Linked DNA regions of Mus musculus: regions 1, 2, 3 and 4 are each linked to region 5. The links are chromatin contacts, called in public ChIA-PET and promoter capture Hi-C maps. All regions are on one chromosome and are shown on one strand. The core of a region is the stretch at or near the end of the contact, and the rest is flanking DNA. Distances in the headings are between cores, read along the strand shown. Region 1 overlaps Map3k7 (mitogen-activated protein kinase kinase kinase 7). Region 2 has its middle 19 kb from the start of n-TGccc3. Region 3 overlaps Gm42266 (a long non-coding RNA gene). Region 4 has its middle 92 kb from the start of Map3k7. Region 5 holds the start of Rragd (Ras-related GTP binding D).

Region 1 (4,804 bases), core at 1,714-4,213, 970 kb after region 5:
CAACCAACCAACCAACCACTAACAAGTTAAATACAGTCTATAGAGTGGGGGGAAAAGTCTTTCATGGCTGTGTATGTATATTTATAATAAAAATAAAAGAACAAAAATAAAACCCTGAAGAAAGCAAGCAGCCAATCAAATCAGTACGCAGACTAATGATTAGACAGTTCTCAAAAGATGTAATACAAGTGGCTAATAAACACAAGAGAAATGGCCTGGTCAAAACCAGCCCTGATTAGGTCCTAGGTCCTAGAGAGGAGTCTAATGTTATCTTGCTATATTAACATGTTATCAACCTGCTTCTAAATAGTGATATTTATTCCTATGGATTAGAGTGGCTTTCAACCCTGGCTAGAGAAGATTCTTTTTGAAGTTGTAGTATTTAACTCAGGGAGGGAGGGAGGGAGGGAGAGAGAGGTTAAAGTGTTAAGGATCAGTAACTGTGAGTGCTCAGTCCTAAGTGGGACAGCTGTATCAACAACCTAAGAAGGCTCAGGGAATATCACAGAAGAGGAGAAAAGAATCCAAGAACCAGAGGATCTCAGGAGGCGGTGAAATGCTGGCTGATGGACAGGGTCTAGGTATTCCACTCATCAATCCATTGCAGCTGTGGCTACCCACACAAGATCAGCCAATCAATAAACCAGCATAGAAGGCGAAGAGGCTCATGAGGCCCCACCCTTAGCTGAGCAAGTGATAGCTGCTGGAGGAAGGGGAGTTACAAGCATTTTCCTTGGAGGGGTGTGGCTGCTGCTAGGTTGCCCAAGCGTGGTGGCTGATCCAAACCCTAGGGTTTTGGGGAACAGTAACTGGATTCAGTGGGTCACAAAAAGAAGACAAAGGAGGAAGGGGCATTGGGGAATGGATCCAAAAGGAGTAGGATAATCATGTTGGGGATGTTCAAGATATATTGTATACATGCATGAAACTGTGGAAGAATAAAAGATACTCTTATGAGGAAAACATGGAAATTGCTCAACCTCACTAGCCACTGGGGAAAAATGCAAATTGGAACTTTGCTGTAATCTCACTTCAGCTGCCAGAAGAGTACCCTTATGTACACTGCTGGCAGAAATGTAAACTTGTCAGCCATTGTGAAATCACTACAGAAGATCCTCAAAACATTAAAAACACTAAAATAGGCCCCTGGATGTTTACCCAAAGGACTTCTGTTCGACAAGCGCATCACAGCAGTACTTCCACATCCATGTTTACTGCAGCGCTATACATAACAGCTGAGCTACAGAACTCACTGGGATGGCCAACAACAGAGGATAAAGAACATGCCACAGGTATACACAATAGAGTTTCCAGTGTGTCCTTTGTAGGAAAATGGATGCAACTGGAAACAAGTTAAACTGGTCTTAGAAAAGTATTTGTTTTCACTCCTTTGTGGTTCTTTAACTTTACAGATACATAGAATCACGTTTGTGTAAGACATCAAAGTAGAAGTGAAACTGTCTAAGAGGAACAATGAGGACTAAAGGAAGGAGGGTGGGTGAAAAGAGTGGTACGGGGTATGTTCATTATGCATGAGATACTTTTGTGAAAATGTCCTTTCACGACACAGTCATGTATCAGGAATACACACAATGGAGACTAAACGCAGATCTGAGACATATTTGGGAGGAGTTGGAGTAGGGTTCGAGATGGTCTAAATATACTGTATTCACGTATAAAACATTATTAATAAAAAGTAGAAAGTCAAGTAAAGATGCTGGTGGTCATTGTTAGCGATATGGGAATTGTAGTTACTGAAAAGGTCCAACAGGAACAATCATGATACAAAAATCACAGAGTGAAGTACAAGAACACATGCTTCCAACTGGAAAAATCTGACTATTTTTAATATACGTGTTTAGTATGTGGGAGGGAAAAACACACACAGGGTAAAGCACTTAGTCTCTGCCATAACACTCCAAGGGCATTTCGAAAGCTACTGCCAAGTGGTTGATTTTATAAACATGAAGATCTAAATAATGACATCATGCTTGTCTTTGTAAAGATTAATGCCTCAAGTCAATCCATTTTGTATTACAAGGAACTAGACTGGTCACCTGTGGAATCATCAGGGGTCCACGGGTGACTGCGAGCTGGCTTCTCTGAGGTTGGTCCTGAGGTAGTGATCATTCTGACACTAGGGCTGGATGACCGGCTGCTCACCTGTGAAGAAACGGTAGGAGGAAAAGCTGTCACTTTTTTCTTTTTTTAAAAAAGAATTACAAGACACATCTTCACATCCAATAAGAGGCAAACATTTTCAATTTTTACTAGTAGATGCCTAAGACTCTTGAAAGCAGCATTCTAAGTATATAGTCAGTGTATATCAAATTCACTATGCATTCATACATAGCATCTCTTCAAAACTTACAGAGAAATAAAGCCCACAAAACAAAAGCGGACGGGTAGCCCTTAAGCTGCCAATGCTAAGACTTTACAACCCTGGATCGTCTGTTATGTTGAGGAACTAGTAACAGAGCCACCAATTCTCTGTAGGATGAGAAGGCCTGCTTAATCCCCGCTCAAAGCCAAGGCTCGGGAATGCTTTGTTCTGTGGGAAAGAGAAAACTAGCAAAAAATGAAAAACCTTCCAATAAAAGCAGTTGGCAAGCCCAGCATGGTGGCAGACAGCTGTGATCAGCACTTGGAGGCAGAAGCAGGAGGAACATGAAAGTCCCTTGTACAGGGACACGAAATGAAGGAAGACAGAACTGAGCGACAGTATGAGAAATGAGACAGACGCATGTCCCATGTTTCACATGGTCAGATATGGTCAAATTCCAGAAAACAGACAAGCAAAAAATAGAAGTGGCCTCCCGAGGGAAATGGCAGCTACAGGTGAAGTGTCCCTAAGTCAACAGATCTGAAATTAGAAATGCTTTGAAACCTGAAACTTCCAGTGCTCACAAGATGCCACAAGTAGAAACTGTGTACCTAACAAACACCTCATGTGACTGAAGCCATCATTTAAGTGACCTGCAGGCGATGCATATTGTACAGAGAAAACAAATGCATGGCAAGTTCAGGCCTGGGCCTTATGAGCCAGGTGTCCCATCACATACATGTGTATATTTCAAAATCTGGAAGAAAAACCCTCAAAGCCAGAAACACAACCCATTTCATGCTTTTCAGAAGAAATATTCAACACGCACTCACAAACCATGAGCTTCAGCCACCACGGAAGCCAGAGAATGCTGGCAGAAGACTGCCCGCAGCCTGGAACAGTGAAGAATGTGCTCAGAACAGCATCTGAAATGATAAGCCTCACCTTACCTACCTCACAAACTCCTACAACAGGAATGTCTAAGCAGGAACTTTACTTAACAAGAATTTTTTTTTTTTCCTGGACCAAAGGGCTAAAATTCAGTTTCCTTGAAGAAAATCCTGATAAGAATGGGTACTAGTCTTCTCCATACTGAAAACAGTAGGTAAGAAGACAGTAATGAACTTACAAAACTACCAAACAACACAGAAATATAATCTACAGCATCATAAAACCAGGATAAGCAAGAACATTGCTTTTAAAATGCTTGGGTTTTTCAGGAAAAGCAGGCTTGGTACAAATGTTAAAATCTCCAAGGTATTTACTACAAGTGGCATGATCTAACTTTTCACCTAGAAAGGCAAAGGGGATGAGAAATGAGAAATGTACCTATTCCACCTCAGAGATGGTAAGAGGATAAAGAAGAGTCTAAAATAAAGATGGACTAGTTTACCAGGAAAAGGAACAAACGCAAACTACACCATTAAAGCACAAAATGCAACAAAGCACAACCCCCAACCCTGGGGTAGAGATGGCTTGGTGGTTAAAAGTGCTTCCTGTCTCTACAGGGCTGACTTTCCAGGGGGCTGAGGAGGTTCACAGCTCTGGCACCAGGGAATCTGATGTTCTATTCTGGCCTTTTTTGGGGACCACACACATGTAGCATGCATATGTGCACGTACACAGAGACAAACACATAACATAACATAACATCCAACAGTCAGGATGAATTAAATGTGATCCTAAGAGATGAATCTAATTTACATAAGTTAAAACAGGGGCTGGAAAGATGACGGGTTGTTAGGAGCACTCCCTGCTCTCCTACAGTGCCCAGGCCAGGTTCTCAGCTCCTACATCAGATGACTCCCATGTGCCTGAAACTCCAGCTCCAGGAGATCTGACACACCCAGCCTCCTCGGGCGCCTGCATACTCCTGCACATCCACACCTCCCATTAAAACAACAACAAAAATGTGAACAACTAGAAAAAAATGAAGTTAAATAGAAAAGATAAACCATGTAAAAAAGCACTCTAGGTTATGTTAATAGAATATTAATATTAAAAATATATTTTAAAACCAAACAAATTAAGAAGTACTGATGTGAGGTGTTCTACGACATGGAAAATCTGGGTGTTGTAAAAGGGAGAGGAGCCCTAACCCTGAAATCTAGCAGGAGCCTCTCACCAGCGGAGAAGCAGGCATTCAAGCAGTCAGCAATGGAAGGCCCTTCTCCCTTCCCTGCCCTAAGTGTCCTAGGCATTTTGCCTGAAACTTCACTTACAGAAAAAGATGTATACCAATTTCCTTCTACACACCAGGAGCTTGGGGTTCATCTAAGGCACCTCTAATTCTACTGTATAATCTTGCTTATCCAAAGAGAAACAAAGAAACAGAAAGGATTCCTTCCAACCCTGAGCTGTTAACTTGAGAGTAACCAAATGGTCCATAGGGCTAGTGCTAAGGCAACTGAAACTGTCCCTGGAGAAGCCCCAGGTACAGCTGAGGAGCTTACTCGGCAGCACTCTGAGAAGCTCGTGGGT
Region 2 (4,711 bases), core at 1,170-3,669, 730 kb after region 5:
GAGGGAGCAATGGTTAGAAAGCTAAGAGCGCAGGTATGTGAGCAGGCAGGCTCCTCCTGAACCTGGAGAGTCCCTTGTTCTAACTTCAGAGTCTTTGTGGCAAAGCACTGACAGAATGGCCTGCAGCAAAAGCCAACCAAACTAGCCAGAGAACAGGCAAGGCTCCACATGTAGACTGGAGCAAGCTGGTGCTCAGGACAGCGGCAGCCCTGGCCATGGACACAGGCAGCTCGCTTCCTCTCTGTCGGGGCTGACTCTCTTCTGTGAACCCCCTTGTTGGAATCCTTTGGCCATGACTCACAGGGCAATCGGGCTACTCAGCAAGCCCACAGCCCTTCACAATAGACTGTGTAGGAGGCGCCCAGCTCCCGGTGGCCTGTGGTCTGTTCAGTTTTTTCCTTTCTGCATTCTGGGAGGATCTGCTTTTCAGCCACACTTCCCTCAAAACACAGCCCTGGAGGCAACGCTTAGTGCACAGATTTCTGAGCGATGAAATAATCCACTTTGCTTTCTTAGTCAGAGCGAAACTAAAAACAGTAAGACGAAAAAACAATGGGGTCACCATCACACCTACAAAAACACGATTTCATACTCTGGTGACATAAAGAGGTCAGGGGGGAAAAAGCTCAAACTAACATTTTCCAACCTTTCACTGAGAGCAGGGGCTAAAACCGCATGTTTTGAAGGGCTCACGCTGTGTTATTATTAGAAGTCACAATTCTATTGACACTGATGAGTCACCCCTTATCGACAGAAACCAAGACCGTCCGTCAGCATATGCTACAGTCACTGTGGCTTTCTCTTTATTACTGGTCAGAGAGCCCTCCTTTCCTGGAGAAAGCTTCTCCAGGCTAGCAAGAGGCTCTGTCTCAGCCCCTGCTCAGCTTTCCCTGCGCCAGCTCAGCAGCTTTGCATCATCGTCTGGGAGTCTAGGATGATCTGATCAACTCCCGTCCACAAAAGGAAGTTTATGTAGCGACCTCAGAAAAAACAGCATTTCACACTTTCTGACGAAAAACCCAAACCGGAGCTATGTAAACAAAACAGGCAGAGGGAGTCAGCTAAGTCAGGTGACAGCATCTTCCTGACCCCAGGCTAGGCGCTTTGTTTTTGTTTTCACATCAATAGCCAGCAACAGATATAAACAAAGGCTGTGGTCACCAGGGGACGACTTCACTTGCTAGTCACACCCCCTTACTGGCCCTGCCTCCTGTTTCTGCTGCCCACAGAGGGAGAAATGGGCCAAGTGTCTGTAATGCCAAGGAAGTCCACTTCAAGTTTTAAAAAGTCCTTGAGGGGGTGCTAAGTCGTTAACAGCAGAATCTCTCCTTACCCATTTGTCTGGGTTTGAAGATTCCCAAAACAATAAAGTGAAAGCCAATTCTTCCAGAAATGAGGTTGTGCCCTATGCTGTCCCTGTAGAGGCAGACATGTGCCTGCTTTTCCTACCAGCCAGAGGCTGTGCTGGGGAGACAGAGGGAAGAAGAACCCAGCCAGTTCACAGTGATCACAGACCCAATGACAGCCGACCTCCCACCCTCCCCAGGCCATGCTGGTCCTAAGCACCGCAGGCAGAGCAGCCAAGGGAGCCCCACAGCCCCGGCACATGAGTCAGCAAGGGGACTGCTGACTGCGCAGCACTGTGGCATGTACAATGCAGGGTGCAACAAAACCGGGACACACAAGAATCTCTGCACGCATGCACGCGCACGCGCGTGCGCGCGCACACACACACACAGACACACACACACACACAGACACAGAGACACACACACAGATACAGAGACACAGACACACACACACAGACACACACACACACACACAGACACACACACACAGACACACACACACACAGACACACATACACAGACACACACACACACAGACACACACACACAGAGACACACACACACAGAGACACAGACACACACACACACCACCGCCGCCCACTTATTACTTTCCTCTGTTAGAACAAAACATGCAGATAATCTACACCCTGGCTCAAAAATAAGTAATGACCAGTAATAATCAGGAGTGGTAATAAAAAAATTTAAAAAAAAAACAACTCACTCTCCGTGTTTCAATGTGTGGAACAGCTGCATTCAAATCTCCTGAGCCAGTTAATTTTAACTGGCTTTAATTTTAACTAGATTTAACTGCTTTTCCTCTCCTCTGACAAATCAAAATAGCTGCCCTATCGACCACAAGAACCGGTAACCGAAGCACAGTTCCTGTTTTTCGGAAGAGACTTGCATTCAAAGCCACATAGGAGGTGTTTAACATATGTGGGAATTGAAGTGTTGAATGAGGGAGACTGAAACTCAGACACGAACTCAGGCCCCATTGGCGGCTTGTACAGGACCATCTCATGCCAGACTCTGACCCACGTGCCTTCAGTTCTGCTCTCTCATTTAACACAGAATCCCAAAGTCCACGTGGAAGGTCTGGAACTCAGAACGCATTTCCTCAAAGCCAAGTGCAATGTGCCCATCAGGGGGCATCTCAGGACAGACCACAGACCACTCCAGCTTAAAAGTGTGCACTGGAGGTTGTATAACTTACAAGTGGGAAATACTACTGCAACAACGGCTCCAAGAAGAATGAAGACAGCCCCCAGCCCCACCCCCAACCAACCGAGTCTGGGAAAATGTCTAATTAGCAGAGAATGAAGGACCAAGTCTACTACGAGACTTCCGCACAAAGGGAAAAGAAAAGTATTGATAGTTATTCTCAATTTTAGTCCCAGGAGGAAGAGGATGAAGGGAGGAGGAGAACAAAGAAGAGAAGAGAAGAGCTGGTGACTAGGGAGAAGAGGTTGAGGTAAGGAGGAGAGAGAGCAGGAAGAAGGGGGAGGAGAAGGACTCAGGAAGAGTTGAAAAAAGGAAGAGAAGGAAAGGGTTCTGAGAGCTGTGGAGTCGGGGAAGGGACGATGGAGGTATATTTACCCTCAGGAACTAGAGCGCACTCTCCACTGAACTACCCTTGGGCAGAAAAGCCTCTCCACACCCTATATCACGGATGAGAAAGACCGAGTCCAGCACAGTTCCAGAGGCTGGCACTAGATGGCGCCACCAACTCAACATAGCATGGTTGCTGGAGGGGTAGCAAGCAACTCTGACTTCATCCCCCAGGAGTTGTTTACCAGGCAAGGGCTTTATCTAAAACAAGCACTGCTCCCTTAACCAGTCAGCCTCTCTTCATGTCCAGAGAGCACCACTGTGCTAACAGAAGAGGTCAAACCAATTCTGAAATAATTTCCTCAGTCCATTTTTATCAATGAAACTGGGGGGAGGGGAGTGAAGAGGATGGTGGAAGAAGTTGGGTGCACGGCCTCCCCTCACCATAATATTCATGAATTCAAGGATAATTTCAGAGGATGTTTGCCATTAACTGACAAAAATCCCAAACCCTTGGCCACGTTGTTTCCCCCTTGAAGATGAGTTTAAATGTCACATGACACACCTGTGACAGGCAGAAGAATTCAAATCCAGCGTCTCACAGGTGAAGCTCCCAGAATAACAGATCGTGGCAAATCAGCCATGTTTTACATCTTCATTTTACTGTGGTTGTGTCCTCTGATCAGCCTGTCTCCACTTCCTGCCGGTGCTGAGCTCCTGACGAGACCCCCTCACTCACCATGGCACAGAGACCATCAGCTGATCACCACAGTGGAACATTCCAGGCTTCCTCTCTTGCATACTTCTTTGCCTGTCTCTCGCTCAAATGCTGACATCTCACCGAAGTAGTGCACTGGGTATGCTGAGCAACCAATTTCCTCCTAAAACGCTATTTATACAATCCCTTTCTGATACTGGCTTGAGGTCAGAAGGGCAGGAACTGGCTATCACACCAGGTGGCCAAAGGCAACAGAGTGTAACCTGGAAGTGGCTGCAAGAGGATTCTGGGAACTGATGGCAACATGCCTGCCTAGCTTCCTTACAATTCTGATAAGGACTGCTGTCCCCAACGCTCGTCATCCCATGGAATGTGTGCGAAGGAAGGGTTAATTTGAAATGTGTCTACATTTTCCTCTCACTGAATGGTAATAATATCTTTCACAGATAATTTCTCTTTTTTTCCCTTCAGTTTGACTCTTCAGGGTTTATTCATTTGCATAATATGGAATCTTGAACCCATATAGATATTCTACAAATCAATGTGAGTAATTCTCCCACTAAATCAGCAGCTTTAATTTAAGCTCATCATTGTTTGCATAGAAATCTTCATGCACTCATCTGCCTGATTTTTTTAATCACTTAAAACCTCCAACACTGACACACTAAGTATCTCCGCATTTAGCTATCTCCAAATTTTGAACTCATTGCTAAAAAGAAATGAGCCACAGTACATTCATACGCTCTATTATTTCCCAAACTGAGCCTTTCCCGTGCACTTAAGGTTCAGCCAGCCCCAAGAATGCCTCTTGACTGAAGTGTCAATTTGCTGTCCAGTCCAGGCAGAGTGGCGCTGAGTAAGCACACAGCCGTGACCCTCACAAACCCCAGGTAACTGGGACACTTGCCAAGCAGAGTCCTTCAAACCCATTCAGATCTCCAGCTCAAAGTTGCAACATGCTAATCTGGCAAGATAATCTCTTCCTGAAACTGCCTCGAATGGGGACAAAGGTCACTACTTTCTCTGTCACTGCTTGCTAACATTCCCAATTAGGAACGCTAATGGAATTGGTCGTGAATGCCATTCTTCCTCTAGT
Region 3 (4,701 bases), core at 50-2,549, 810 kb after region 5:
CCACTTAATAAATATTCATTAAAATGGTTTTAAAACCCACAACACAGAACCCAAAGCACTTACTTAGTTCACCCTGACCATGGTAGTCTCTCTCTGGAGTATACTGTCCTTTCCTTAGCTATCTGTCTGGGCTGACTTCTTCATTCAATAACATAAGAAGCAAAAACCTTTGCTCGGTAACAACAGACCGACCCTTTTCCTGCTCCTTTTCCATTTCTTCCAACTTGTGCTTACGATGTATTATTAAGAATATCACCCAAAGCTTAGAGACAAGGCGAGATGTCTACAGGCCACTCAAGATTGCTCTCAAGTATTAGTTAGCAAGCTAACCTGAGATTCAGCTGAAGACCAGAGGAAGGAAACACCGACTTCCTAAATTTACTACCAAGGAAGCTGAGGTGCCGAGAGGTTAACACTCAAGTCGTGAACAGTGAGCAGTGGAGTTGACTTTAGAGGCCAGAGCCAAGTGCTTGCCGACCACTTTCCTGCACTCCTTCCCACTGACAGCGACCTTCATCACTGAACTTACCCATCAGCCAAGTGAGGAAGTTGGAAGGAATACCGTTACCCACTGCTAGCTGTAGCGCCTGCAGATAACGTTTTCTGTTAAAGGGAAGGGCAACTGTGTGACATCTCAGGGCGCACAGAAACCAATCCCAGGGGCCGCCCCAGTTCAATGAGGCTCATCCAGAATGCAGTGGCAGCTGACCTCAGGGAGAGTTTTGCTCTCACTGGAGACCTTGGTCTGCAAGACCTCAGGTGGACACTGCTTAATCCGTGGCTAGGTCTCCTGGGTTAACAAATGCTGTTTTCGGGAGATAATGGCTGAGTATTCTATTGACTTGCCTGTGCTCTTTCTCTTTGATAAGGGAGGAGGGCAAGTTCTGGGAGAGGTGTGGCTGAGGGGGTGGGGGAGGGGGAGGGGCCGGTCCATACACTGTAGCATTTGCGACAGGAGGGCTTAGCACTTCCTCCTGCAGCAACTTGACCTTCTGCAGCCCAGACAATGCTTGCTCGCTCCTTTAGATTTTTCTTTTTTTTTTTTTCTTGCTCATTTACCACAGCTGTTTGTTGTTTTCTTAAATGCTAAGCTTTTTATAGCTCTTCAGTTACTTATAAAAAGTATCAGTTATTCAGGCCATATGAGCACCATCTCAGTGCTGGTCTAATGAGCAGCCAGAACACTGAAGGCCTATTTCTGTCACTTCTATTTTTTCACGGCCTCCTGCCCCCTCTCCTGACTCTCACGACTTCCCTCTTTGGACTCGTGTGACTTCAGGATTTGGAATTCACTAAAGTGTTGGTCTTTGCTGTTTAGGAATAACTCGTCAGTGACTCACCTCTTAGTCTGTTTTTGGCTCTCCACTGTTAAATGGGGAATGGGGACCTCACCCTGCAAGCCACAGCTGCTTTCAGAGCTGTTGAGGGTCTCACACCTGCACGAGTGCACCTGTGTGCTCTAATGGTTGTCAAATTCCCACTAAGGATCTCACTAAACAAGTGATAACTTTCCAGTCCGCATCCTCTATGGAGAAGAGTGAGGGCTGGCCGCACGGCGAATCCTGGTAGGATCAGAGGAAGAAGCCTGGGAAAGGGTACAATCAAGAAAGGGGGGTTGTATATTTGAGGGAACTAGGCGATCTCTCTGGCTCTTGGGCGGGGTTTTTTTTCTTTTTTCTTTCTTTTTTTTTTTTTTTTTACAGTGATATCTGTGTGTTGTGCACACATTCTGTAACTGCTTCTTGTGATGAACATACATCTTTGGGGAAAATATTATGCACTTACTGGAAGATGACATCATTGTGAACAACATGGAGAGGACCCCTAGAAAAGCCAGAGTGTCCTGTAGGGACTCTGCCTAGCAACACCTGACCCACTATCTGGACTGAACATGATTAAGTCAGGGGTTTATTTTCAGGAAAAAAATATCCTCAGACTTGTTTTCTTGGTCCTGAAGGAGTTGAAGTGTCCCTTTAGAAAAGAGGACAAGTTACCTACTGTATATGTGGGATGCTATTGTAGAAATGAGTCCTCACTAACATGTTTTGAGATAGAAATCAGACCTTATTACAATTATTAGCACTGTCTCTGTCTGTCTGTCTGTCTGTCTGTCTCCGTGTGTGTGTGTGTGTGCAGCATTCTGCTGTTGTTATGTACGTATTTAGTTTTCCAATGCTCAGCATTAAGTTAGTTTGCAGTTATGTGTCTACAGAATGATGCCTAATATCTACTGAGCACACTCTACAGATCCCATTCATCTTTAACTCCACAAGCTCTGTGGTGGTGGTGGTGGTTGCTATCGTTTTAATTTTACGTGTGATGATGTTGAGACCCACAACGTTCCTACATGTAACAGAGGCAGGGTGTGAGTTCAGATTGACTGAGTCCAGCCAGCACTTAATTTTTTCACACTGTATTTCAAACACTGTCATATAGTTGCCTTGCCTGCTCTTTGAGACCTGGAACAAGGGAGCACCTGGAAGACATGGGCATCACGTTGAAACACCCACCACGGGGTGATAGTTCTGTGAATAAACGTGTAACAACACAAATAAAGTAAGAACTTGCTGAGACAGCATGTACGCTCAGGGGTAGCTAGGGTTTGTTGTTCTTTAAGCAGAGCATATCACATCTGGTTCTGGCAGCAGTTTTGAGATGCTTTACAGACATGTGTTCTGAGGTCTGCCTTCTGTGTGTGCATCACCTGAGCGAGAGGCCAGACCTGTCGGGGCTTCTCAAGGCCTTCAGTTCCACTTCATTCAGAAAGTCATGTTACTGACTTCAAAACTCTCATGGGTGACAGTAGTTCACTATTATCTTTCTCTAGCAACACTGGACTCAGCCAGCACTCCTGACTGCTATACTAGACCTCTCATAGTGAGTATGTGGTCCCACACTTATATTTTTCTATTATAGATTAATAACCTAAGGGATTTTTAAATAATTTAGGATTCAGATACCCATTCTCACTTGAAAATTATTCCATGATATTAAAATCTATTTATCTATTCTCTACAACCTGTGAATTCATCCATCCCACTGAATGCATAAAGCTATAGAGATTCACAGACTTTCCATTTTCCATCCACATTTTTTTGGAGAGAGGTGCACTTGCTGTGGTGTGTGTGTGGAGGTTAGAAGCCCTGGTGAAAGAAGGCTCTCTCCTCCTGCCATGTGGGTCCTGGAATCCAACTCGGGTTACCAAGCTTGCAACAAGAGCCTCTGCCCTCTGAGCTCCCTGCTGACCCTGGCAAGTCTTTCTGACTTTGTAATGCCTCTTAGTTTTCTTTTGGGAACGTTATCTCCAGGGCCCTATGGAAGAAATATGGGGATTTATAGTTTCATTTCTTTAGCTTTAGTTCATTAATCTTTGAAGTCTACTATTGGAAATAATTTTGAGTCAGAAAAGACATACAATTGATCCACAGGTTGTATAAAAAATATACTCGAAACGATTAGTTATTAATGTAGACTAAATAAGATCACACACACACACACACACACACACACACACACACCCTGATGGGCTAAAATTAAAATAACTGACAATATCAAGTGCTGCAGGAAATGTAAATAAATCTAAACTCTCAGTTGTGGTAAAGACGTCAAACGACATGAGTGCTTTCAGAAACCCAGTTTGTCAATTTCTTACAATGTCTGATACATACGGTTCAAGTCCTATGGATGGTCACAGATATTTTCTTTGTAATTGTCCTAACCTGGATGTGACCCCAACATATACCAGCTGGCCAACAGACAAACTATACGAACCCTAGAATATTACGTTGTGATAAAAATAAACTCAAAGATGCAACCATATAGATGGGTTCCTAATGTCACCATTAACACACACATACAAAAAAAGCTAAAACAACACCCACAATTCAAATACTATGTGATCCCATTCAGAGGCAGCAAAGCCAGGAGACACAAGGAAGGCAGTTATTTGGCTTTCTGCGGTTATGAGACTGGAAGGGCAGGGACCTCGTCCTGAAAGCTACAGCTGATGTTAGAGATGCGGAGGCCCTCACACCTGCATGCATGCGGCCATTTGCTCTGAGCCCGAGTGCCCTGAGAAAAACACAAAGCAACGTTTGGAAGTGGTGGAATTGTTCTGTCGTCTGGCCGTCACATGACTACGTGTTTGTCAAAACTCATTGAACTGTACACTCTAAACTGAACTTCAATAAAAAGAGAACAATAATGTGTCTGGTGTCTTTGTAGCCCAGCGGTGTCTGAGACAATTATGGCTTTTTAGGTCTAGAACTAATAAGGTGCTTTGAACTCAGCCCCCGTTACTTGGCCCAATGTGTGATGTACAGTGAGTGGTTTGAGTTGTTTTTTAACCTGACATCTCAAAACTGGAGCTGTCCCTTCAAGTGGATGATGTGAAGCTGGGCATGGCACCTCACACCTACGGTCCCAGCACTTGGGACTTTAATATTAGTTAGGATTTCCAGAAGTCTCTTTTTAGTGACTGAGGTAACCCTAGTTACTCCTTCACTGGGGAACAAACCTCAGCCACATCTTGTTTTCCTTGATGCTAGCCCAGCCCACCTAACTAACTCCGAATCTGCTAAGGATGGATGCACGCGGAATGCAGTTGCTCATCAAAGTATGGTCCTCACCCTGGAGAAGCTTCTTAGAAATGCAAAAAGTCACATCCATCCATCCACAGACTGACGGGACAGAAGCAAGCTT
Region 4 (4,516 bases), core at 1,444-3,943, 930 kb after region 5:
CCCTAGAAGTTAGAAGTCCAGGACGTGTCATGGACGACATCAGTCTGTAAGAGAGGGTGCACTCCTCCGAGGAGCTCTGGGGAGGACGTTGCTTGCTTCTCTAGCGTCCCACCCGTATGCCCGAGCTTTGGCCTGCTTGTTTCTCTAGCGTCCCACCCGTATGCCTGAGCTTTGGCCTGATTTTGCTTCTGCCCATGCTCCTGCCTCCCTCTGGGATCACTGAGGCCCTTAGACAACCCACAGAGTTTCCCGTTCTCAGGATCCTAACTTAAGCACACTGGCAAAATCTCATTCTTTTTTTAAAGGTTTATTTGTTGCTGTTTGTTTGTTTGTTTGTTTATATGAGTACACTGTAGCTGTCTTCAGACACACCAGAAGACGGCATCGGATCTCATTACAGATGGTGTGAGCCACCATGTAATGGTTGGAAATTGAACTCAGGACCTCTGGAAGAGCAGTCAGTGCTCTTAACCGCTGAGCCATCTCTCCAGTGCCCAAACCTGAATCCTTTAATGATAATACATTTCTCTGTTGGCAGCTGAGCACACACTTAAAATGTGCACGCACATGCGTGCACATACACACATACACTGAGATGTGCACCCCCACCTCCACACACCTTCACATGTGCACACATACACACATCCTTCTACACGCATGCATACACTTACACCGCCCCCAGCCACACCCAATCACACACACTCCAACAATCTGTAGTCTCAGAAAGTCAGTGACCATGAGCTATGATGACCACTAGATGGCAGTCTAGAAGCCACTTTCAAAATTGCTTACCTGTTCAGAGACAAATTGGGAGTGACGTTTTAAATAAGAAAAGGAAAAAGAAAGCTAAAAGTGAAGAAATGAATGGAAAAAAGAAAAAGGACAAGAAAGGAGACTGGAAATGTATCACAGTTGGTACAGTACTTCCCTAGTGTGCTCCAGCCCTGGTTTGATGCCTAGGACCATGTAAACCAGGTTATTGCTGTAATCCCAGCATTAAGGGGGTGGAGGCAAGAGATCGGGAGCTGGGAAGGGAAGGGAAGGGGGAAGGGGAAAGTGGGAAGGGGGAAGGGGAGAGAGGAGGGGGAAGGGGGAAGGGGGAGGGGAGAAGGAAGATCAATCTACTCTTGCCAAAGTTATGCATTTCCAGGGAATAAAATAAGCTTGCAAGTACCCCAGATCAGTATTTAACCAGGAAAGACGGACTCTCAAAGGGAAGGGTTTCCTCTAACCCCTACCCACAGTGCTCTCATCTTGTTCTGACACAGACTGGTAGAAGCAAGTCATGAGCACGCACGTGGGTACCGAACCCAGATGAAGATGTGCAGTTCTGGGCTACATTTCCACGAGTGGGACTAACGTCAGCAGGCTTATGCTATCTGAGCTTCCAAAGGATTCTAGGATCTAAGCAAGCAGGGCTCAACCCAGAGGCACTGAGGAGGAGGGCCACTCCCCTGATGAGAACCAGAGTTGTCAGAACTGAGTGCAGAGATCAGATTTTCCCAGCCCTTTCTCTTTATCTGGAGCACAGTACCCCGTCCACCCCCACCCCAACCCCACCCTGAGCACACACACACCTTCACTTGGGATCAGAGCCCAACCATTACTGAATTCCTTGGTCTTCAGGCTGGCCCCATCTGACCCAGTGTCCCCTGGACTGGAACTTATAGAAGACTCCTGTTTGGTGGACGTGGCTAGGCATACCTGCATTTGGACTTCATCAAAGCATTCTGAACTAGAACTTAGGATCGGTAGGCACAAGGGACAGGATTCTGTCACAGGGTCCTGTGTTTTATATATGTATGCATTGAGACAACAACAGTTTTCACTCAGGCAGACTCGGTTTAAAATTCAAGTGCTTGGAACAAGCGCTAGTTGTTATTGAGTGAATGAGGTAATCTTCATAGAGAGTTCGGCACAGCACTTACTGTTTATGTAGTACGTACTAATACTTATAATACTAATAATTATAACTCTGCTTGGGGCATACGTTCCCAGAGTAGCTTGCTCAATTACCCTCAGAGATGTTCTCCTCTGGAACAAGGTTCTTAGGATCCAGTTGGGGGAAATTTTTGCTCCTAGAGAGAGAGAGAAATGGCTCATTGCTGAAGAATGCTTGCTATTCTTCCGGGGAATCCCATTTTTCCGAGAGATTCTAATTTAGTTCCCAGCACTCGTGCCTTGCTGCTCAAAACCTCCTGTATCTTCAGTTCCAGAAACGCTAGCAACCTCTTTTGCTATCCATGGTCACGCACACACATGTGATGTACATACACACAAAAACATACATTTTAAAAATCGCTTCTAGGAAATTCCCTACTTCTGAATCGGGATTTTCCTTTGAACATCTGGTCCCGACAGGGAAGTGATTTGGATGCTGGTGACCTGGATGGAGCTCGTAGAATGAACCCACTGATCCAGGGTGCCGGAAGTCAAGCTTTTTTCTCAAATCCCTATAGTCAATTTCCCAGAAGGCTCCACGGTGTTATCTCCCCAGCAAAACGATGAAGCCTCTGGAAGGGGCTGGAAGTGCAGTGGAAAGTCCAAGTGGCCCAAAACATCGAATCAGACACCAGAAACCCGAAGTTATGGAAGACAAAAAAGAAACAAAAACAAAGCCAGCCTCATTAGTAGCGCTGGCTGTCGCTACCCTGTCAATAAAGGGCCTTTGAAAGTCTGTGCTTGTACTGCCATCTAGTGGCTAGAGAAGGCATGGCTGGAGCCGGTAAGGTCCCGGGCCGTGCTATGTGAAGGTGGTTCATCTTCCTCTTGAAGAATTTATGGATAGGCATATTGTCGGAAGCTTTTAATGATTATTCTCTAATTTTGCTTCATAGTGTCTGCAAATCACTGACAAATTTGTATGAGAATCATAGAACAGGGGCAGTTTACGCATCCGGCGGTCCAGTTGGGGTCTAGTTGGCAGAGTGTCTTTGGGGAAGGGAAAAAGCCCCGTTTCTCTTGGAGCACGGGAATCCGCAGAAGCAACGGCGTTGCCTCAGTAGCTCCGTGCTGGCCTAGCGTGAAGGAGGCCACTCACTATCTCCAGGTAACATCTTTGTGTCCTCAGCCCTCTGGTCTCTGACTTACTTGTAAATGCATGTCCCTTGCTTCCCTTTTAACTCCTGCTATCACGTTTAAAAATCCCTCATTTGAGTCCTGAGGGCTAGCAGAAAGAATGGAAACAGGCAACCTCAGGAAATAGGAGGTTAGGGGGACCCCCCAGAATATACCAGAGACCTGGGAAGTGAGAGACTCCCAGCACTCAAAGGGAGGGACCTTAGATGAAATGCCTGACAGTAGGGAGAGGAAACTTATAGAGCCCCCCCTCCAGCAGGAAGACAGGACATCAAGTGAAAGATGGGGTTGCCATTCCACAGTCACATCTCTGACCCATAATTGTTCCTGTCTGAAAGAATTACAGGGATGGAAATGGAGAGGAGCCTGAGGAAAAGAAGGTCCAGTGACAGGCCCAAAGTGGGATCCAGCTCAAGGGGAGATCCCAAGGCCTGACACTATTACTGAGGCTGTGGAGCGCTCATAAAAAGGGACCTATCATGACTGCCCTCTGAAAGACCCAGCAAGCAGCTGAAAGAGTCAGATGCAGATATTTGCACCCAACCAATGGGTTGCTGCTGACCCCTGTTGTTGAATTAGGGAAGGCTGAAAGAAGCGTAGGAGAATGGTGATCCTGTAAGAAGACTAGCAGTCTCAATTAATCTGGACCCCTGAGATCTCTCAGATACTGAACCACCAGCCAGGCAGCATACACCTACTAATATGAGGCCCTCAACACACATACAGCAGAGGACTTCCGGGTCTGTGTTCATTCAGAGATGATGCACCTAACCATCAAGAGACTGTAGTTTAGACGTCAGGTGGGGTGGGGGATGGGGACATTCATGTGGAGACATGGGAGTGGGGAGGAGGTGTGGGATATGAAACAGTCGGAGGGGGGATGAAGGGTGAATAAAACATGGACTGTAAAAAAAATGAATTAAAGAAAAAAATCCTTCACTTGATTTCAGGGAAATATTCCTTATCTGCGGAGGCTCTCTGGATTTTAGATGCGGGCTCGTTCTCTTGAATCACTGGCCCTAAGACTATCAAATAGCGCTTTCCATGGGCAGCCTTCTCCTCAGTGGTCACACTCACAATGAGAGTTAGGCTCCAGTGTCACAGAATCTGGGCCCTGTACCAAAGTGATAGGTTCAAAAATCTCCCCCATGTGTTAAATTGCCTTTTAGGGCAATTTAAAACTTTCTTATATTTACTGACTTAAAAAAAAGAAGAAGAAAATTCAAGCCTGAGACAGCTGAATGGCTCACTGGGTAAGCCTGACACCTGAGCTTGATCCCTGGAGGGAGAGAACAAACTCATAAAGTTGTCCTCTGACATGGTCTCTCTCTCTCTCTCTCCCTCTCTCTCACACACACACACACACACACACGCACACACACACACGCACGCACGCACGCACGCGCACATGAGCACAACTGTTAGATTATTTTTACAG
Region 5 (4,580 bases), core at 1,524-4,023:
ACTAAACATCATCTGTCAGGAAAGGGGAGGGGAGAAAGAGCTCACCCATCTCCATCCTTTCTCAGATTAAAGTCCCTGTTTTTCACACTACATCTCTTAAACTTGAGAACAGATAAATGCATACTTTACCAAAATTTAAATAGGAGTATGTACTACAGAAATGGATGGCTCGGCAGTTACAGCACTTGATGCTCTTCCTGAGCACCTATGTTGGATATCCATAAACTCCTCTAACTCCAGTTCCAGGAGATCTGACGCCCTCTTCTGGCTCTTCTGGGAACCTACATCCATGCAGCACACACTCAAACAAGCACACCCACACGAATGCACGCACATAAATCTTAAAACAAAACCAGCTAGCCTTCAGAAGGACACAAAGCAGGAAGTCTAAATTCTTGGCTTCCCCCCGTCCCAGTCCCAGATCCCTGGGAATGGAATCGGCAGATTGTTTCAGGAAGTGCTGGCTGTGGAAAGGCAGATTTTCTGATTGTTTCTGCTTCAAGGCCTAAACTGGAGAACAGAGACCAAAAGGGAAAGTGTTCAAAAGATAAAAGATCAGAGAAACTAACAGACCACCTGTGTAGCGCAAAAAGCAGAGCAAAGCTAGGCTTCTGCAGTGTTTGCCAGAGCAGAAATTAACATGCAAGATCCCTACCGCATGACTACACTGTATCCTTTTATAGCAAGATTCCAGGATTCTGCCTGATTCGGGAACTCCCAATGGGGCTGGGGGGTGGGCGGTTATTACCGAAGTCATCAAAACATAGCTGCAGGCAGGTTAGCCTTTAGATTAACTGCACTGCGAGCCTCCCATTCTGGGCTCTGGAAAAGCCTTTGTTTCAGGAATTCTTCCCCTCCGGCAGGGGTTTACTTCAAATCAAATTTCAAAAGAGCCCCCAGGCCCTCCAATAAAAAGACTACAGAAAATAGGTTCTGCCCCTTCCTTGCAAACTCTCTGGCCCCCAGGACAGTATCAAATAACTGGCTTTCCCCTCTAGAATAGGATCTTCTTTCTCTCTTTAAACTACCACAATAGGGAGCTACTGTGCACCTATCTTTGCAAATGCCTTGCCAATACAATCCCACTCAGCCTTTCCCTGGGCGGATCTACCAAATGCTATATAATAGTAAAGTACCTGAGCAATTTAATTTTTTTGGGAAAAAAAAAAAGTGGCTGAACGATCGACCGTGGGACTAATTAAGGGAAGTGCGGATGAGTGGAGCGCAGAGGTGCACACACAAGTTTAAATAACGGGGAGCCAGCACTAGTCCTCTCTGGAGAAAAGCCAGGAAATGAGGCGACTTGAAAAGCTGTTTTTCATCTGCCAGACTTAAGTCTTAGTTAACTGTATTCCCTTTCTGATTCACTGAAGTACCTGCCAGACGCAAAATCAAAACTGTCTTCCGAGAAAGGCTTTGTAGAGAGAATTTTAAGTTCCGTTCGATAGATTCTCAATAAAAGTTCTTAAAACTCCTGTCACGGGTACTTTCATTCCTCGGTTTCTTTAGTGTGAGACACTAAAGAGATTAATCCTTTCTCTGGGATATTTACAACTCGGAGAACGTTAACAGCCCCGTTCAACTGACCTTTTAAAGTGACCTTCCGCTTTTGTGGGGAAAAAAAATTTTTTTAAATTAAAGAAAAACATTCTGGAATCCTAAACTCAACTTCTTTGTTGTGTCCCGGGAATGAAATGCAAGCAGCCCCCAATCCGAAAGGCTAACTTCAGCTCCTTCGGCAACAACAAACAGTTGGCTTCAGCGGCCAAGGATTGCTCGCCAGGCGCCCACCCCCGGGTGCGACACGAGATGCATTCAGGGTGTCTGGGGACCTAGAACCCCGCGGTCTCCCGGGAGACGCGGATACCACCTGCAGCGCGGGCCCCGCCCCAGCGCCCCGGTCCCACGCCGCAGACCCTCCCGCGGCCACGGCGGGGAAGAATGACACGCGCAGCTGTGGGCGACCCAGCCGGCACGCTGCCGCCAGCTGCTTCTTTTAGCTCGACATCCGACCCTGCTCCCCGCCGCCGTCTGCAGCCCGGCCGCTCCCCTCCCCCACCGCAGCGCCCCGGACCCGCGCGTCCCGCATCCCCCCCACCCCCAACACACACACACACATCGCTCCCAGGGCGGGGACCGCGAGCGCTCGGCCGGTTGGCTCACCTCCCTCCTCCGGCCCGCTGTCCAGCTCGGCGTCCGAGGACTCGGGCCCATCCTCGTAGCCCGCCAGCCCCACCAGCTCATCCTCCTCCTCGTCCTCGCCGCCGTCCTCACCCTGCGGCTGCGGCTTGCCCAGCACTTGGCTCATCACGCCCACGCTTGCCTCCAAGGTCCCGCGTGGGCCGAGTGGCCCGCAGCGCCCTGGGGCCGCGCCTGGTGAGCAAGGGGGTGGCAGTGGAGCCCAGCCCCCTCCCTGCCGCTGCTGCCCGAGAAGCCAGCCGGAGCGCGGCAGTTCTCCCCGGGAGCGCGAGGGAGTGACTGCGTGACCCGAGTCACCTGACGCTTGTCACACACACACACACACACACACACACACACACACACACACACACACACGCAGCACCACCGGGCGCGCGCTCGCCGGCCGCAGCCACCGCTTGCTCGGCCACACACGTTCTCCCCCTAGAGAGAATTCGGGTGTCCAGAGCGCACTGGCCACCGCCCTCGGGGACTTCTGCTCGCTTTCTCTGCAAGCGTGGCCCGGGGACCACCCGGACCCTGCCGCCTGCTTTCTGCAGTGCCCCTGGCTTGTGCTGCGGTCTTCAGGCTTTCTACCCACACCCTACCCACCTCCACCCCACCCACCTCCACCCCACCCCAGTCTACCCCACCCCCACTAGGCTGCCCCTCAACTGTGCGGTACTCAGGCCCCACCCCCACCGCCACTCCAGCCTGCGGGAGCTGGGAGAAGTGCACAGTGGTGGGGTAGTTTCCATAGCAGCTGCCTCCTAAAGTGCCTTTTAGTTCAAAGGATTTCCCAGCAAGAATACTCCAAACTGTGGTCTACGTAGACATGTTTCCGGAGAAGTCACATGTCTCGTGATTTATATATAAACATGCTATACTAAATGATTCCTTTGCAACCTTCGGGAAAACCTAAAGTGTATAACGCCCTCGGGGCTTCTTATGCCCCAACTGCTATTGTCTCATTGGTGTAGTCCCACGTGTTTTAGGGCTTTTGTGGGAGGTGAGGGGCAGCTCTCAGATTGGAATAGAAGCGATGTGGGATGAGGAGGTGCTCTCCTCCTTCGCCAGCTGCTCAGCACAGTGTGAGCACCCTTTTCTGGGGTGGGGGGTGAGGGAGAGAAGAGGAGGGAGGGAGGGAGGGGGAGAGGGAGAGAGAGAGGGAGAGAGAGAGAGGGAGAGAGAGAGAGAGAGAGAGAGAGAGAGAGAGAGAGAGAGAGAGAGAGAGAGGAGAAAGTCACGTGCATAAACTTCCTTCAGTTAAACAGCGGGCCAGCAAGGTGATCCGGATCCTGCAGGTGCCAGCAGCTCAGCAGGTGGGGAGAAAGGCAGCTCAGCCTGGACACTTGCGGCCCGGGACAGGGCTTCCTAGGGGTCCTCGGAAAAATCTGGGTAGGAATAGGGTTACTAATCCGTGACGCATGTCCTGGATTTCTTCTAACTGGGTGGCTGCTTTCAACAGGAAAGCTTCTCCAAGGAGAGGCAGTAGAACTCTTGTCTGCATGGTCAAGGTCGTTCCTATGCCACATACAAAGATGTGAACTGAAAAAGGCTTTTGAGCGAAGAAACAGTTTTGCAGATATATAAGCAGCAGAATTTAGGGAGTACAGTCAAAGATTATCAGGTGGGAAGCTCACACCACCTCCAAATTTAGTGGGAGGAAGTGAAGGGAGCCAGTTCTGTAGAGCAGCCAGGTAGCAGCACCCCCACACCACCCCACATCCCCGCCCCCACCCTCCCCACCCTCTGGCCAAGCAGATAACAGAAGAGGGCCCTGGCTGCTTTCCTTCTTCCTATCTCTGTGTGGTCTCCTGGGAATGACTGCCATTGGTCCAACACACCCAGAAACCCGTGGGCAAAGGAAGACTGAAACCAAGTGGAGGCCAAAGGGTGGATGGAGAAAGCCGACTCTCGTTACTCTCCCCACCGGAAGGAAGCAGCCTTTTCTGACCCTCATGAGAACACCTTTACCACAGAGTTGGTAGACGTTTCAAATGAGCCATGACTCTCAGGTGCTCTCAGAACTCATTTCTCACTGGCGATTTTACTTCTATAGCGAAGAGAGTGGGCTTTGTGGCTCATCCGGTTGGTAGTTTTTGTCTCTCCAGCGCCTTGTCAAACCCCATGTGCTGGGCAGCAGCAACTTAATGAGATTGAGGGCAGCTTGAAATCCTTGAATCTCTGCAGGAAGCGGCCTGGGGAGGAAGGGACATTTCCCCAGAGTAGCTGTAAGGCTTTGCGGCTGTCCCAAAGCCAGCTTGCTAGTCTGTGGGGAGGTCTCTAAACTGGCCTATTTCAAGCATCAGAGAGGTCCTTGGGACACCAGGAGATGGCTGCCTAGCAACAGCTCAGATTCAAACATGACTACTGAGCAAGGATGTCTGGTGAACCCAGAG

What was found. Promoter capture Hi-C pulls out the DNA fragments that hold promoters and counts their contacts. ChIA-PET counts read pairs in DNA pulled down with a chosen protein or histone mark.
Region 1: a promoter capture Hi-C map of the C10 cell line shows a contact between it and region 5, with 9 times the contacts expected there. The contact joins the enhancer-like site here to the promoter of Rragd in region 5. A contact is called at or near these places in 11 of 39 promoter capture datasets (the 3T3-L1 cell line, the C10 cell line, the HPC-7 cell line and 7 more) and 2 of 9 other capture datasets (embryonic stem cells and macrophages).
Region 2: an RNA polymerase II ChIA-PET map of memory CD8 T cells shows a contact between it and region 5, with 7 read pairs. The contact joins the enhancer-like site here to the promoter of Rragd in region 5. A contact is called at or near these places in 4 of 39 promoter capture datasets (the C10 cell line, embryonic stem cells, pre-B cells and 1 more), 2 of 484 Hi-C or Micro-C datasets (both in embryonic stem cells) and 3 of 115 datasets of contacts at active chromatin or transcription factors (large pre-B cells, memory CD8 T cells and pancreatic cancer cells).
Region 3: a promoter capture Hi-C map of pre-B cells shows a contact between it and region 5, with 4 times the contacts expected there. The contact joins the enhancer-like site here to the promoter of Rragd in region 5. A contact is called at or near these places in 4 of 39 promoter capture datasets (the C10 cell line, embryonic stem cells and pre-B cells), 1 of 484 Hi-C or Micro-C datasets (pre-B cells) and 1 of 115 datasets of contacts at active chromatin or transcription factors (large pre-B cells).
Region 4: a contact with region 5 is called in a promoter capture Hi-C map of pre-B cells, with 8 times the contacts expected there. The contact joins the enhancer-like site here to the promoter of Rragd in region 5. A contact is called at or near these places in 8 of 39 promoter capture datasets (the 3T3-L1 cell line, the C10 cell line, cranial neural crest and 5 more), 2 of 115 datasets of contacts at active chromatin or transcription factors (astrocytes and large pre-B cells) and 1 of 9 other capture datasets (macrophages).

The regions. Positions count from the first base shown.
Region 1 is chr4:32,007,675-32,012,478 of GRCm38.p6, reverse strand. It overlaps Map3k7 (mitogen-activated protein kinase kinase kinase 7), which reads right to left. Exons shown (of 16, transcript NM_172688.3): 13 at 2,058-2,163. Among named protein-coding and RNA genes, the nearest start is that of Map3k7, 46 kb to the right of the region's middle. Within about 2 kb of position 2,963, at least 12 of the 459 cell types and tissues checked have an H3K27ac peak or open chromatin away from gene starts, as enhancers often do. A contact at or near this core is called in hippocampal neurons, where this site is marked.
Region 2 is chr4:32,246,814-32,251,524 of GRCm38.p6, reverse strand. It overlaps a transcript of Bach2 not described here. Among named protein-coding and RNA genes, the nearest start is that of n-TGccc3, 19 kb to the right of the region's middle. Within about 2 kb of position 2,419, at least 272 of the 459 cell types and tissues checked have an H3K27ac peak or open chromatin away from gene starts, as enhancers often do. A contact at or near this core is called in memory CD8 T cells, pancreatic cancer cells and pre-B cells, where this site is marked.
Region 3 is chr4:32,166,804-32,171,504 of GRCm38.p6, reverse strand. All of the region lies in intron 1 of Gm42266 (a long non-coding RNA gene), which reads left to right. Among named protein-coding and RNA genes, the nearest start is that of Gm52717, 8.3 kb to the right of the region's middle. Within about 2 kb of position 1,299, at least 69 of the 459 cell types and tissues checked have an H3K27ac peak or open chromatin away from gene starts, as enhancers often do. A contact at or near this core is called in pre-B cells, where this site is marked.
Region 4 is chr4:32,053,493-32,058,008 of GRCm38.p6, reverse strand. No RefSeq gene overlaps it. Among named protein-coding and RNA genes, the nearest start is that of Map3k7, 92 kb to the right of the region's middle. Within about 2 kb of position 2,693, at least 122 of the 459 cell types and tissues checked have an H3K27ac peak or open chromatin away from gene starts, as enhancers often do.
Region 5 is chr4:32,981,191-32,985,770 of GRCm38.p6, reverse strand. It overlaps Rragd (Ras-related GTP binding D), which reads right to left and starts at 2,773. Exons shown (of 7, transcript NM_027491.2): 1 at 2,164-2,773. The coding sequence starts at 2,308.